3 separate regions of the Mus musculus genome follow, and all the other regions are linked to region 2. The links are chromatin contacts, called in public Hi-C and promoter capture Hi-C maps. All regions are on one chromosome and are shown on one strand. The core of a region is the stretch at or near the end of the contact, and the rest is flanking DNA. Distances in the headings are between cores, read along the strand shown. Region 1 has its middle 19 kb from the start of Gm36297. Region 2 holds the start of Niban1 (niban apoptosis regulator 1). Region 3 has its middle 19 kb from the start of Tsen15.

The links. Promoter capture Hi-C pulls out the DNA fragments that hold promoters and counts their contacts. Hi-C and Micro-C count contacts between places; a contact is called where the count stands out from the background.
Region 1: a Hi-C map of liver shows a contact between it and region 2, with 2.1 times the contacts expected there. The contact joins the enhancer-like site here to the promoter of Niban1 in region 2. A contact is called at or near these places in 2 of 39 promoter capture datasets (the C10 cell line and pre-B cells) and 4 of 484 Hi-C or Micro-C datasets (the Ba/F3 cell line, the G1E-ER4 cell line and liver).
Region 3: a contact with region 2 is called in a promoter capture Hi-C map of the HPC-7 cell line, with 4 times the contacts expected there. The contact joins the enhancer-like site here to the promoter of Niban1 in region 2. A contact is called at or near these places in 4 of 39 promoter capture datasets (the C10 cell line, the HPC-7 cell line, cranial neural crest and 1 more) and 1 of 484 Hi-C or Micro-C datasets (palatal mesenchyme).

What each region holds. Positions count from the first base shown.
Region 1 is chr1:151,034,999-151,039,553 of GRCm38.p6, reverse strand. No RefSeq gene overlaps it. Among named protein-coding and RNA genes, the nearest start is that of Gm36297, 19 kb to the left of the region's middle. Within about 2 kb of position 2,788, at least 11 of the 459 cell types and tissues checked have an H3K27ac peak or open chromatin away from gene starts, as enhancers often do. A contact at or near this core is called in the Ba/F3 cell line, the G1E-ER4 cell line and liver, where this site is marked.
Region 2 is chr1:151,569,041-151,573,380 of GRCm38.p6, reverse strand. It overlaps Niban1 (niban apoptosis regulator 1), which reads right to left and starts at 2,008. Exons shown (of 14, transcript NM_022018.3): 1 at 1,797-2,008. The coding sequence starts at 1,851.
Region 3 is chr1:152,365,762-152,370,120 of GRCm38.p6, reverse strand. No RefSeq gene overlaps it. Among named protein-coding and RNA genes, the nearest start is that of Tsen15, 19 kb to the left of the region's middle. Within about 2 kb of position 1,455, at least 37 of the 459 cell types and tissues checked have an H3K27ac peak or open chromatin away from gene starts, as enhancers often do. A contact at or near this core is called in palatal mesenchyme, where this site is marked.

The DNA of each region.
Region 1 (4,555 bases), core at 1,539-4,038, 530 kb after region 2:
TTCACGGAAAAAAAAATCCGAGTCTTTGAGAATTGATGATAGGTTAGGCTCATGGGGTAAGGAGAGGGTTAGAAGATACTGGAAGGGAGACAGACAGGAGGACAGTGAACTCTATCCATTGTGGAAGGAGCAAAGGAGAGGAAGTCACGTGACTTCTGGTTTACCCAAGTTCATTCACTCGGTCCCCTGCCCTGTGTTTACCTTTAAATCAGTTCACCTATTTGGTCTCCAGTTTTATCCTGTGTCAAATGGGGTTGGCAAGGCAAGATGTCCTTCTAGGGTGTTATCTAGGCTGACTAAGTATAGTCTGGGCTTATTTTGTTTTGAGAAGTAATGGATAACATTTTTGTACTTTGGTGGAAGGATGATGTATAAGTCAGTCTCACCTTTATAAAGCATTTTAAAAAAATGAAGGTTCTTTTGCAGTGGGAATAGTATTGTTTACTATGATTTAAAAATGTTTGTCTGGCTCTGTGTGTTAAGATAAAAACTAAATCAATAATGTTTTTAAAATGATGGCAATTATTTTAGGTGGACAGAGCAACCCATAATTTCATTGCTACATTTTTTTTTTTTTTATGTTCGCTCGGCTTTCTGGCAAACAAATGGAATGAGTCTTTAAACCACTGAGGAATTAGAAGATGCCTCACGTTCAGTGGCTAACGGGAATCACTCCATAAGCCCACAATTGTATCCCACTAATGCATCCTGTTGAGTCAGGTTAGCGCAGTCCTGGGGAGGCATTGTCGCTCTGCACACAGCTTTGTGTCAGGTGGTCGACCTCACTGTGAACTGTGCTGCATTGCTTTCCTGAGCTTGATGGACTTAATGGCCATGACGCGGATTGGTTGACAGAGGCAGAGAACAAAAGAGATTTCTGGAAGGCATTAGCGGCCCTGAATAAAAAGTATGCACATTACTGGATTGTTTTGGTAGTAAGTGATCATGAGTCATTGTTTATAAACTCACTTGCATTTGTTACACAGAAGAGAAGTGCTTTGGTAAAAGCCATAATTATTCTGGAAGATACTCGCTCATCATTGTAAAGATACTGCCTCACAATGCCGGCGCTGTTTGTAGTCAAATGTTATGCTGATACTACAAATAAGTATTTTTCTACCTGATAACTTGCTTTTGCCCCTTCCCTGTAATTTCTGGGAGTAATAAAGAGTACTTCCTGCAAAGCAAAATTCTGTCCCCCCTGAAAACAACTTGGCTATACAAAATGTGAGGTCTAGTTTCCAGAGCAATAAGAGCTTTGAAGGAGTTGGAGGATAACATATCAGCCTTTACTTTTAACGATCCTTAAGAGTGCAGAATATATTTGAATTCAGAATTCTGTAGCAATTCTCATTTAGCGTTCATTCTTTGACGCTGCAGTCGCCAAAGCCTTCTGACTTCCTTCAGTGTTCACAGCCTTCATCTAGACTTGGATTCACCAGTTCTGTATATGTGCCCCAGAGTCGGCATATAACAGTGTTATATATACAGACTCACTCAGACATAAGGAAGGTTGACGCTGTTTGCAGAATAATCGGTGGAACTGAGGAACATCACGATAAGTGAAGTAAGCCATTCCTATAAGAATAAATATCGTGTGCTTTATCTTCTGTGTGAAATATCAGGTAAGAATAAAAAATGAAAGCAAAAGGGGGGAATCGTTGAGATGTGTGAAGGGAAAGAGGAGAGAACATTTTTTCAGGTGCTTCTCGGTATTCCTCAGTTGAGAATTCTTGGTTTAGCTCTGTACCCCATTTTTTTGTGGGGTTATTTGATTTTCTGGAGTCCATCTTCTTGAGTTCTTTATATATACTGGATATTAGCCCCCTATCTGATTTAGGATTGGTAAAGATCCTTTCCCATTCTGTTGGTGGCCTTTTTGTCTTATTGACGCTGTCTTTTGCCTTTCAGAAACTTTGCAATTTTATGAGGTCCCATTTGTCGATTCTCCATCTTACAGCTCAAGCCATTGGTGTTCTGTTCAGGAATTTTTCCCCTGTGCCCATATCTTTGAGGCTTTCCCCCACTTTCTCCTCTGTAAGTTTCAGTGTCTCTGCTTTTATGTGGAGTTCCTTGATCCACTTAGATTTGACCTTAGTACAAGGAGATAAGTATGGATCGATTCGCATTCTTCTACATGATAACCACCAGTTGTGCCAGCACCATTTGTTGAAAATGTTGTCTTTCTTCCACTGGATGGTTTTAGCTCCCTTGGGAAGGATCAAGTGACCAGAGGAAGTTGGATGCCCTGGATCTGGAGTCATGGATGATTGTACACCACCCAACTAGGATGCCGGCAACGGAACTGGGGTCCTCTGAAAGAGAAGCAAATGCTCTCAAACGACGAGCCAACTCTCCAACCTCTGAAGCCCTATTTGTAATATACCTTCCCGTCTGAGATGCTATTATTACTAGATCCAGGCCAGACCGTGATCCAGGCTCACTAACAGAATGCGTGCTCTTCAGTTTTTCATCGGAGAGTTTCAATCTTGAACTTTTTTGTTTGTTTGTTTGCAATACAATTTCAGTTACTGTACGTAGAGAACAGAAGGCCTGAAAGGGACCGGGTGGCCTCAACTTAACTCAGCACCATCCGCTTGACAACCACTTTCGGCTTCTAGAAATTCTCACAAATGGTTTCGTAGATTCAGGCCTTGATCCAGCCACCGTTCCAGGAAAAAACAAATAACCTACGTGAAGCTTAAGTGCGGCTTTTTCAGCACAGGCCCTAAGATAGGGCTTGCGTTAGGGAAACAGAAGTGCGGAAAGACAATTAGCATTTCCTGCCTTTTGGCAGAACAACTCAGTTTGTAGAATAAAGCCCTGGAAGAGGAAAACAAGCCTCTTTGACCCCAACTGAACTTCCTCGTGCAATTCTCCCCATGGGGAGGAGAGTCAACTGGCAACTTCTCTGTAATAGTGGAAGGCCGTGAGCACGAGGCTCCTAGCATTTGGTGGAAAGAGCAGGTGTGCACACCCACGCTGTGGGAAGGTCATACGTGCTGAGAGGCATCCAGTGGCCTTGCCATCCCCAAAGAGTCTTCCTCTATTACATAACATTTTAACAAGGCCTCAGTGAGGACCCAAATAGCATTTCATTTGCCTGCCAAGGATCCATCGCTAGGATACCGTCCATCCCATTGCTTCCAGCAGAGTAAATGACAGTTAGTTAGCAGTTTCCACCAGCCGGTTGAGGCAGCCCACCGAAAGCCTAAGACCCTCAACCATTCCCAAGTCAAGTCCTTTGCTGTGACTTGCTCGAAAGTCTTCACTCAGCTTAACTGTCCCGCTTCTTGCCTTTCCCCTTATCTGGTTCACACTGGCCAAGGACCGGGGTAGGGGCTAGGGTACTGGAAAAAAAGAAAAAAGAAAAAGTGCTAGATGAGACATAACTGCAAGCAAGACAGGAGTCTATAGGACTTGTTACTTAAAAAAAAAATATTCCTTATGGATCAGAATAGTGAAATCAATGTTACAAGCCAAGCTGTCAAATTCAGTTTCTCACCTAAGGCTACACTGACACACTGAGTGCTGCATAGATGTCCCAGACTCCATCTTCCTTGCTGATTGGGTTCAAATTGGTCTCCTGTCCCACCCCTGGGCTTAGCTATCAAATGGAAACCCTTCCCTGTATACACTGCTCTCTGCCGTCCCTCCTAGGCTGCCATCCTGAATTCCAACTAACTCGTTTCAGTTCACTGGCTCTTTGCTCCTGACTGTAGCTTACATGCCAACTTTATCTTCTTTATTTCCTATTTCCTAAGCTTGGTGGCTGAGTCGGAACCCTCTGCCACATATTCACTTCAAAGCTACTCAGTCTTGCCTTAATACTCTCCCACATGGAATTAGAGAGGCCGCTCTTCACAGTGAGCTCTTGGCACAGGGCTTGTCACACAGAACAGTCTAACGACTGGTTCACTGCGCTACCTCGGCTCTTCGCACTCCGTCTGAGCCACGGGTTTCACTTGCTCTCTGCTCTGACCCTGGGTATCCAGCTTGCTCCACAGATTTCCTTCCTAAGTGTTCTTGGTCCTGGAATTCTAGCCATACCCAAGCCCTTATTCACTTCATCCAACAGAGGAGTCCACACCTCTACCTGCCAACTAGATGGCCATGACTGGACAGTGAACCCCACATCCCATTACCCTGGATTCTTTTAAACAGGCTGATATTCCCTTGTACCAGATCTTCCTTAGGAAAGTTGGCTCTGCCACAGCAGTGCTTTTGACATTTATTCTGGACTGTCTCCCTTTAGCTAACGTGTCCACACTCACCCCACCCCCACTCCCCATTTCTTATTTTCAGTTTGACTTTTCCAGGTACCATTCTAATCTAATCCCTCGAACCTGGCTTATTTCTGGTCTCTGATTGCTGATTTTTGGCGCCCTCTTGTGGATGTTGGCGGGAGTTTTCCCTTTCTATGAATCCTGCCCAAGTCAGTGCTGTCCCACCTCATTTTTCTTTTTTCATTAATTAATTTATTTATTCACTTTACATCTCGATTGCACCCCTATTCTTATAAGTTCCTCCCCCACTATCCCCTCCCCTCCTCCTC
Region 2 (4,340 bases), core at 759-3,258:
GGGCCAGAAAGGGGCATCAGGAAAAAGTTCACTGTTTCTTCTAAAAAGTTAAAGTAAAACTTGGAGCTTAATACATACTTTTTAAAAATTCACTTTACATCCTATTCACTGGCCCCATCCCAGTCACCCCCTCCCACAATGCTTTCCCCCGAACCCCTCCCCTTCTCCTCTGAGTGGGTGGAGGCCCCCTGGGTACACCCCTACCCTGGCACATAAAGTCTCTTCGAGGCCAGGCACATCCTTTCCCACTGAAGGCAGCCCAGCTAGAAGAACACATCCCATGGGCAGCTTTTGGGATAACCCCCTTCCAGTTGTTTGGGAACCACGTGGAGACCAAACTACACATCTGCTACATATGTGCAGGGAGGCCTAGGTCCAGCCTGTGTATATTCTTTGGCTGGTAGTTCAGTCTCTGAGAACCCTAAGAGTCCAGGTTAGTTGACTCTGTTGGTCTTCCTGTGGAGTTCCTATTCCCTTCAGGGCAGCAATCCTTCCTCCTCTTCTTCTATACGAGTCCCCAAGCCCCATCCACTGTTTGGCTGTGGGTGTCTGCATCTGTATGAGTCAGCTGCTGGTTGGAGCCTCTAAGAGGACAATCATGCTAGACTCCAGTTTGCAAGCATAACAAAGTAAAGGCTGCTCACTCTCTCCCTATCTATTCAGTATAGTACTGCAAGTTCTAGCCAGAGCAATAAGACAGCTAAAAATTATCAAGCGGATACAAATCGGAAAGGAAGAAGTCAAAGTATCGCTATTTTTGGATGATATCATAATATACATAAATGACCCCAAAATCTACCAGAGAACTCCTACAGCTGATAAATTCTGCAAAGTGGCTGCATATAAAATTAACTCAAAGAAATCAGTAGCCCTCCTTTAATACATACTTTTCAAAGTACTTGGGAAGCCAGGAGTGGGGCACTAAATTCATAGCTAGCTGAATGTCTGTGGCTGAGGGCAAGATTAGGGTGGGTGGGGTAAGAACCAAACACAACGAAAGATAAGAACTCTGGATTTCCTGCAGTTTCTGTGCCACCGAGTTTTGGTTTCTTCTGCCTGTCTCTCTCTTACTGAATCACTCCGTAGGTCAAGATCTCCTAAAAAGATGTTTCTCCCCATCTATAGCTTTAACAACTGTTGCAAAAACACTCCGAGCTTCCCCTTTTGTTTTCCTCCCTCTCAGGGGAAGGAAGGGAACCATCCAACCTGAAAAGGTAAAGATTTCATCCTTTCTGCTTCTGATGAAATCGCCCTGCAATTGGTGTGAAGTTCAGGAGAAGGTGTGGCCTGCGCTGCACTTTACAAAACCAGGCCAATATGACCCGGAGGGAAATTCTGATAGCCCAGGAACTCCCCACCACTACCACTAAGGAAATCTCAAAACTCGAGGGGATAACCCCAGTAAACCTCTAACCTTTGGAAATTACTCAGAGCCAAGTACAAACAAGAAAGATGTCTCCCCAGCAGGGAAGGAACAGATTCTGAGGCTGGAGGGGCACAGGGCGGGGGCAGGAGGGGTGGAGTGCGAGGGGGCACCAACAAAGTTCTCTCCAGCCACCCTGGGAGTACCTGCCTCTCACGTGTGTCCTGCATCATCCCGTCCCTACTCTCTACCCCACCTGAGTCGCGGGTGCTTGAAACAGGACACCGGGGCTCCGCTCCCGGAGGCGAGCGCAAGTCTAGGAGCCCAACGCCCGCCGGTAGCACCAGCTAGCCAGTGCTCCCTCGGAAGATCAGCGTGCAGGTGACCAGGCTAGCCCTGGCTCTGCGCCACCCTGCCGCCCTGGCCGCCGTACCTCGGATGTAGGCGCACTTGCCCTCGTCCAGCTGGCTGGAAGCTGAGCCGCCCATGGCCGCGGTGCTGCACGGGAGGCAGAGGACTGACACCAACTGCGCCTGCTGCTTGCCGCTGAAGGTGGATGTGTCAGGGAACTGGCTCTGTAATTAAAGGGCCAACTTCCTTGAGAGGCGTCGCCGGCCCGGGCGCCTCCTCCAGGCCCGCGCCCTCGGAAGATGTGTGGGCTGGCCCGGGGGCTGTCTTCCCGCCCTCGCTGCGCTGGAACCCCGGGGGCTGTCCTAGGAACTCCAGGGAGTAACCATAGTAAAAATACTTTCCTCCTTCTCGAGACTGACTTTTCACCAGTTTGGGGACAGCCCAGACCCATCGTGGAGGGAGTGGAGAGAGCGGACTTCTTCCATGTGACTGTAACTTCTCCCAGATGGAGATTTACAGTCCCACCAGGTGGAGGTCAGGAGCCCTTCCCCTTCCTGTTCTCCAGCCACCTGTCCACAGATCCCCCACTCCCATCCGCATCCCCACCTCCGGAATTCCCTTGCACGGAAGTATGGGAACCTTGGAGAGTCAAAGCTTCTTGTAACCAAGCACTTGGATTTGAGAGATGGGAACTGAAGGGGAAGCAGGGGAGAGAAATGGGAGAAGCCAAGGCCGGTTCCACACACTAAGTAAGCCCTGAACCTGCCTACGACTCCAGGGAGTCTGTCCTGACACCTTAACCTTCAAGTCTTCTTACCACGTGGTTTCTCGTATGCAAGGCCACTATCTCTTCAGCTTGGCCGCCTCAGGCAAGAACACCCTGGGCAGAGGGGTCATCCTGATTTCTTTCTGTTCTTAGTGGCCAGGAGTTTTACAATTCCTATCAACTTAACCAGGCCTAAAGAGGACTTTAAGGCTTCTCCACAGCTGCCTCTAAAGTTAATTCACCAGAACTTTAACACATATTTCTCACAGCTCACACACCGAGTCTCTCGCACCCTGTACACTAGATCATCAGTAAAATCCTGTCGAGTCTAATTTCAAAATATGTCCAACGTCCAGGGAATTCTTACCATCTCCACTGCCCTCGTTTCTCACATTAAGCCTCACAACAGTCTAACCCGGCTCCGGGCTTCAAAGGAAAAGCCAAGGGTCTATTATAGCCTGAGGGGTGGGGGGCTTCCCCTCTCATTTACCAGCGTTTCTGTCTCTGCTCTCTAGGTTCCAGCCCCTGCCCTGCTCGCTCCCCTATGCCAAGGTGAACCACTTGCTCAGTTTTCCTCTCTGGGTGCCTCATTCATTCAACTCTCACAGGCTAACATCTTCAGGCTCATGAACAGAGTGCTGCTAGTAGCATTCCTGGAGCTCTGGGTTTGCACCTCAGCATCTCACAAACAAGGTGTGCCAGTGCGTATCTGCAATTCCTGCACTCTGGGAGGCGAACGAACGCTGGAGGAGTGGGCTACATGGAGAGTCGGAGGCCAGCTTGAGCTACATGAAAAGCAGTATCAAAAAGAGAGAGAGAGAAAAAAAGAAAAAGAAAGGAGGAAGGAAATAAGGAGAATAAAAGGAAAGAAAAAAGAAAAGAGAAGAAAAGCTAACAACACCGAGAGACTTCGCCTGAACCCTCCCTAAACACCAGCCATGGTGGTGTGAGTGTTTACTCCCAGGACTCAGGAGGGACAGGCAGAGGCAGGCGAATCTCTGATTTCAAGGCCAGCCTGGTCTACAGAACAGGTTCCAGGACAGCTAGGGCTACACAGAGAAACAGTCTCAAAACAACAACAAACATACAAACAAACAAACAAAAAACCAACCAAACAAAAAAGTTTAAGGGCCTGCACTCAGTAAAAGCTGGGGTCTCAGTGACTACAGAGTGCTTCTGGGTAGCCACTCAATGATTTAAACCGCTCAGTGTTCAAATCTAAATTTGAGTTTAGAAACGTGACGTCTGATTTATCCTTCTTCTCTCTTTTGTGCAGTCACGGGTGGAAAGATTTGTGTGGAGTAGAATTAACACACTTATTACCTGGCAAATTCAGCTCCAAATCACTGGCTGTCATGTGACCCGGTCAGGTTACCTAACTCTCCTCTTGTGTTAGCTGGCTTTCCTCACTTTCCTTACTGAGGCTAATCTGCTTACAAGAATTAGTGTTTCTTTGGCCCACAGTTCAAAGGCTCAGACAAGGGCCTGGTGGGCACACTGCCTTCCAGCCTGTGTCTGACGATCTATCATGAGGTGCTTTTGGCTTTTGCTTTTATTTACTTATTTGGGTTTTCCCAGCCCACCCCACGGCTTGGTTCTGTGAGACAAGGCTTTGCTATGTAACACAGGCTAACCTGGAACCTACAACTCTCCTGCCCTGCTTCCTATTTTGCTCAACACATCATGACAGGAGAATGTAGTAGGGTTACCGGTCACCTCACAGCAGCTAGGAATCAGCGGGGCGGGTGGGGGGTTGGGAAGAAATCCTAGTATCTCCTTCAAGAACACATTTCCAATAACCTAACTTCCCCTCACCAGACCCCACTCCTAAAGGTTCGACCGCCCTTCTCTAGCTCTACA
Region 3 (4,359 bases), core at 206-2,705, 800 kb before region 2:
GCAGTTCCAGATCCAAGAGTCATAAGGTATAACTTCTAACCTTAATTCCTACTGGGTCGTATTGGACTGCATGTAAGGAATTCTTTCGTTTTGGTGCTGGAGAAAGCAATCTACATTTCATACAGAAACGTGTAGCTTAAAAAGGTCAGAAACAGCCGGGTGTGGTGGCGCACGCCTTTAATCCCAGCACTCGGAAGGCAGAAAGAAAGCAGGTGGATTTCTGAGTTCGAGGCCAGCCTGGTCTACAGAGTGAGTTCCAGGACAGTCAGGGCTACACAGAGAAACCCTGTCTTGAAAAACCAAAACCAAAACCAAAACAAAACAACATAAAAAGGTGAGATCACTGAGTCAGAGCTAGGTAACAAGACCAAAATGGCCTTTTAGGTCTAAGGCCGGCACTCAGTTTCATTGTGCAGTTTGGATTGTTGATTTCAGAATGCTCTGTGGCTTAAAGCTGTTCTGCCAGAGCCAGCTAGATGCCTGCTAATGTGAGCAATGCCCCGACAGTCTGAAGGGAGGAAAGGGAAGCATCTCATCTCAGTGAAACAACTCGGTGAAGTGGCCTGTTTAACTTTGTAACTGAGTTTACCTAAGACCTTTCCATTAGATAGCAAGAGTCCTGAAGAACAGAACGGGAAACCATGTTCTTTTAAAAACACACCAAAGCATGCTGTATGTAGACTTGGGTCTTAGGACAGTGCCTTGCTTTTTGCCTGGAGTCCACATGGACAGCAGAGGGTGCTGTAGACTAAGCGCATCTCCAGACTGCAGGCTCCAATTAGCTTGTGGTTTTTCTTGAGAAGAGTTCTCGAATTGTTTCAATCTGTGGGAAGTGGTATAAATAAAAGTACAAATAAGGGTGCCCACACCCCCTCTTTCTGACAGACCTTTAAAATTACACACTACCGGCATTAAATATGGGAGTTGAGTCAGGCTTTGCTTAAAATGTAAATCTATATTTAAAAGCAAAAGCCTGTTGGGGGAAGGGGTGAATAGGAGAGACTTTTTTCCCCCCTCAATCCATATGCATTTCATTTTTGCTTGCAAAAGCCTGATTTATTCAGTGAGATTCAGGATTAGTTAACTAGCACACAGTGCCTAAGCTCAACGTGAATCGCTGCTGTATTCCATTTAAGCTTGCTTCCTTCTTTCCAGTTGGAAGGAGAGGAAAAGACTGTGGGATTTCTCTCTGCCTGCTCTCCCCCGAGTTCCTGGTTGTTGTGCCCTCTGCTGGGAAGGCTCAGGGCAGCGTGAAGTCACCCAGGTCCAATAGCTCCTGACTGATTTCTTTTGTTCTCCTGCCTGGATGGCTTTAGAAGACTCTCTCCACACCTTAGGACTGCTGTAGAGAACATGGGCGCAGAGACACTTGTGAATTCAAAGATTCCAGCAGAGGAGCAAGCGTGTAACAGCGTTCTCATGTAATCTGTATTCGTTGACTGGACCATCTTTACAGTTTTATAAGCCTAGAACCAAACAACTTAAAGCTTTACTCGAGGTCTCATCTCTTGTTCAGAGAGCATTTCTGTGCTGAATTCCTCTGTGAGGTCACTTTTTCCATTGCTATCCCAGCAGGAAGCCACTTTCCTACTGCTGTGCGGTGCTTCTTGCCAAGGCATACAGAGCTCCTGTCAGGAGAGGGTTATCTGGCAGCTATATGTTTACCTTAATCCCTTACAGAATAATGCGCTGTCCTCTGGGCCGCTAATCATTCGCTTCATCTTCTTTCTGGCCAGTAACTGCTGTTTCTCACCACTGGCCTCTTCTGCAGTGTGACCTGCTTAATGGCCTTTGAATAACAACTCTGTGTGCTCACAAATGGCCAAAGGTGGGAAGGTCATCTGTCAGTGGGGTTATTATAATGTCCAGCTGTATTGTTTGATGACTCCGAGAAACTTTCCCTCAATAAAATCAATATCTAAAGACTGACATTTGTTTTAGGGCTACTGAGTAGAGACAAGATTTTGTTAAAATTTGTCCATTTATTAATGTACCAGATATTCATGTCTTAATCACTACACTACTGTAGGTCAGGTAGCTTAGAAGTAGAAGTTTATTTTCTCATAGTTGTAGGATCTAGAGGTTTCTGATCAAGACTTCTGATCAGCTGACTTGGCTCAAGGCTCTTTTTCTTCCAGCTCTGTCTCTCATGGCCTTCCCTTGCTTTCTACAGAGACAAAATGCCCTGGAATTTCTCCTTCTTCTTACAATGGCACAGCCTGGTTACTGGGGCCCTCATAACCTCATATCCCACTGATACCTTCCCAAAACTCCACTCATTTCTAAATCCAATCACACTGGGGCCTCACCATGTCAATTTGAGGTGAAGAGGTTGGTTACAGTCGTCAGCAACTGCTTCTTAACATGTGCTTAGATAATGTGTGGACACAGTGCTGGGTGAGATGTGACCCGTGCCCTCAACAAACTCAGATTGCAGTTGTCAGATTGCAGATGGATGCTGGCAATGTGAACTGAAGAATTCTTGTCACACAGCACATAGAGCATTGGTTGCAGTTTTCTTGGGGGTAGGGGGCGGGGCTCAACAGCTTCTGATGAGCTTCCAAACACTCATTGTATGGACGCCATTTATTTTTCCCTCAAAAACATACATTAGAGGAACTACAAAGAAAAATGGGACATGCATGTCTCAAGGAGTTTACTGCCCGCTAGAAAGGAGGACAATCTACGCAGGAAGCCGACTGAGAGCCCAACAATGGAGGGTGGCGTGGACAGTTTGAATGGTAAGTGTGCTGTGCTGTGCTCACTGTGTCTCTCAGCCCTTGTCCTGAGTCCCATAATAAAGATGATGCTATTTAGTTATAATTACTATTAAGCTGTCCTCTGAAGTTGGAGAAAACGTAGCACCTTAGTAGTTAAGTAAAGGCTTCCTGTGGTAGCAAGTGATGGGGTGGGTCATTTGGGCATGAGCCTGTCTCTCAATACCTGCCTCACTTTTCAGACTACTATGTGGCTTCTCTCCTCAGTGATGCACAGGAACATATTAGTGTCTGCCAAAGCACCTTTGGGAGGAAAGATGGTCCAGGAGAGAGGGAGGGAGGGAGGGAGGGAGGGAGGGAGGGAGGGAGGGAGGGAGGGAGGGAGGGAGGGAGGGAGGGAGGGAGGGAGGGAGGGAGGGAGGGAGGGGATGACTTAAGCATCAATCACATTGCCCTCTCATCCTCTTGAGCTATGTGGAGATAACTCTGAAAATGGTATTTATGGCACTGTACTTACAGTTTTATTTCAGAGAATGAACACATTCATGTCCAAGTTTAAGGCACTGTTAAAATTGAAGAGTAAGCCAACAGCTTAGAAAAGTCTCCACTCATTGGAACTGGAGCCTGTGTGGGCAGGGGAGCCTGGAGGCATTGAACTGATCCTACCTGGTCATCCCCTTATCTGCTGGCCGTGGCTCACAATCATTCTGTGCTTCTGCGTCCTACTCTTGAAGTTATGATCAGTGTCATCTGACAAATATTTCTGTAGAACCCTCCTGGATAATACAGTACTGTATATAAATTTTTGGAGAGCAGGTCTACATATTTTCTGATTATTCTCAACATTCAATCAATTGGATGTAAGAGGCAATGAATGTTCACTCCAAGAGGCTGCACTTGGTTTTTGGAGACCAGCAGCCATTTGCAGTAGCATGTATTGAGAGTTCAGAGGAGCAATATGAGAGCCTAGGCCCAGCAATCTCCCAAGCCATGTCTTAGGATGGGTAGAGCATGAGACAGCAGCCACCAGTGACTTCACTTAACAAATGATGGCTTTACTGCTATCCCATGTCCCCACCCTATGTGTCTGCACCCACATTGCACCTTGGCTGGGAATCCCTTCTCTGGGAAGTCTGCTGATAGAATAGAATCTCCTCCTCCTGGAATACATCAGTTCCGGTGATGAGGAGGACAGTACTGACATGTCACACACTGCAGTTTACTGCTGCTGTCACTCCAGCCTGCATTTTACTACCAAAATCGAGTTAGGTGGCAGAGCGTGATCAGCTTAACTAAAGGGAAGTGAAATTCTACAGTGTTCCTGGACTGGGAGGAGAGACCTATAGGTGTGGATTAGAGAGGAGAGAGCATCGAGGTGTATTTAACTGACTGACTGTGGAGACTGGAGCTGCCGTTGCAGTGGGGAAGTAACAAGAGGGCATCGCAGGGAGTAAAGGCACTAAGATCCCCTCAAGTGGAAAGCAGACTGCTCTAGGCAAATGCAGAGGAAAGACAAGGTAGGGCAACACTGTTCCCCATTCCTCTGTCAGGTTTGATCTGTATGAATTAGGAGCTTTTGGTCCTTGGGAGGGTTTCTTGTGATGTATCATGGGCTTGTTACATACTGCTACCCTGAGCTTTT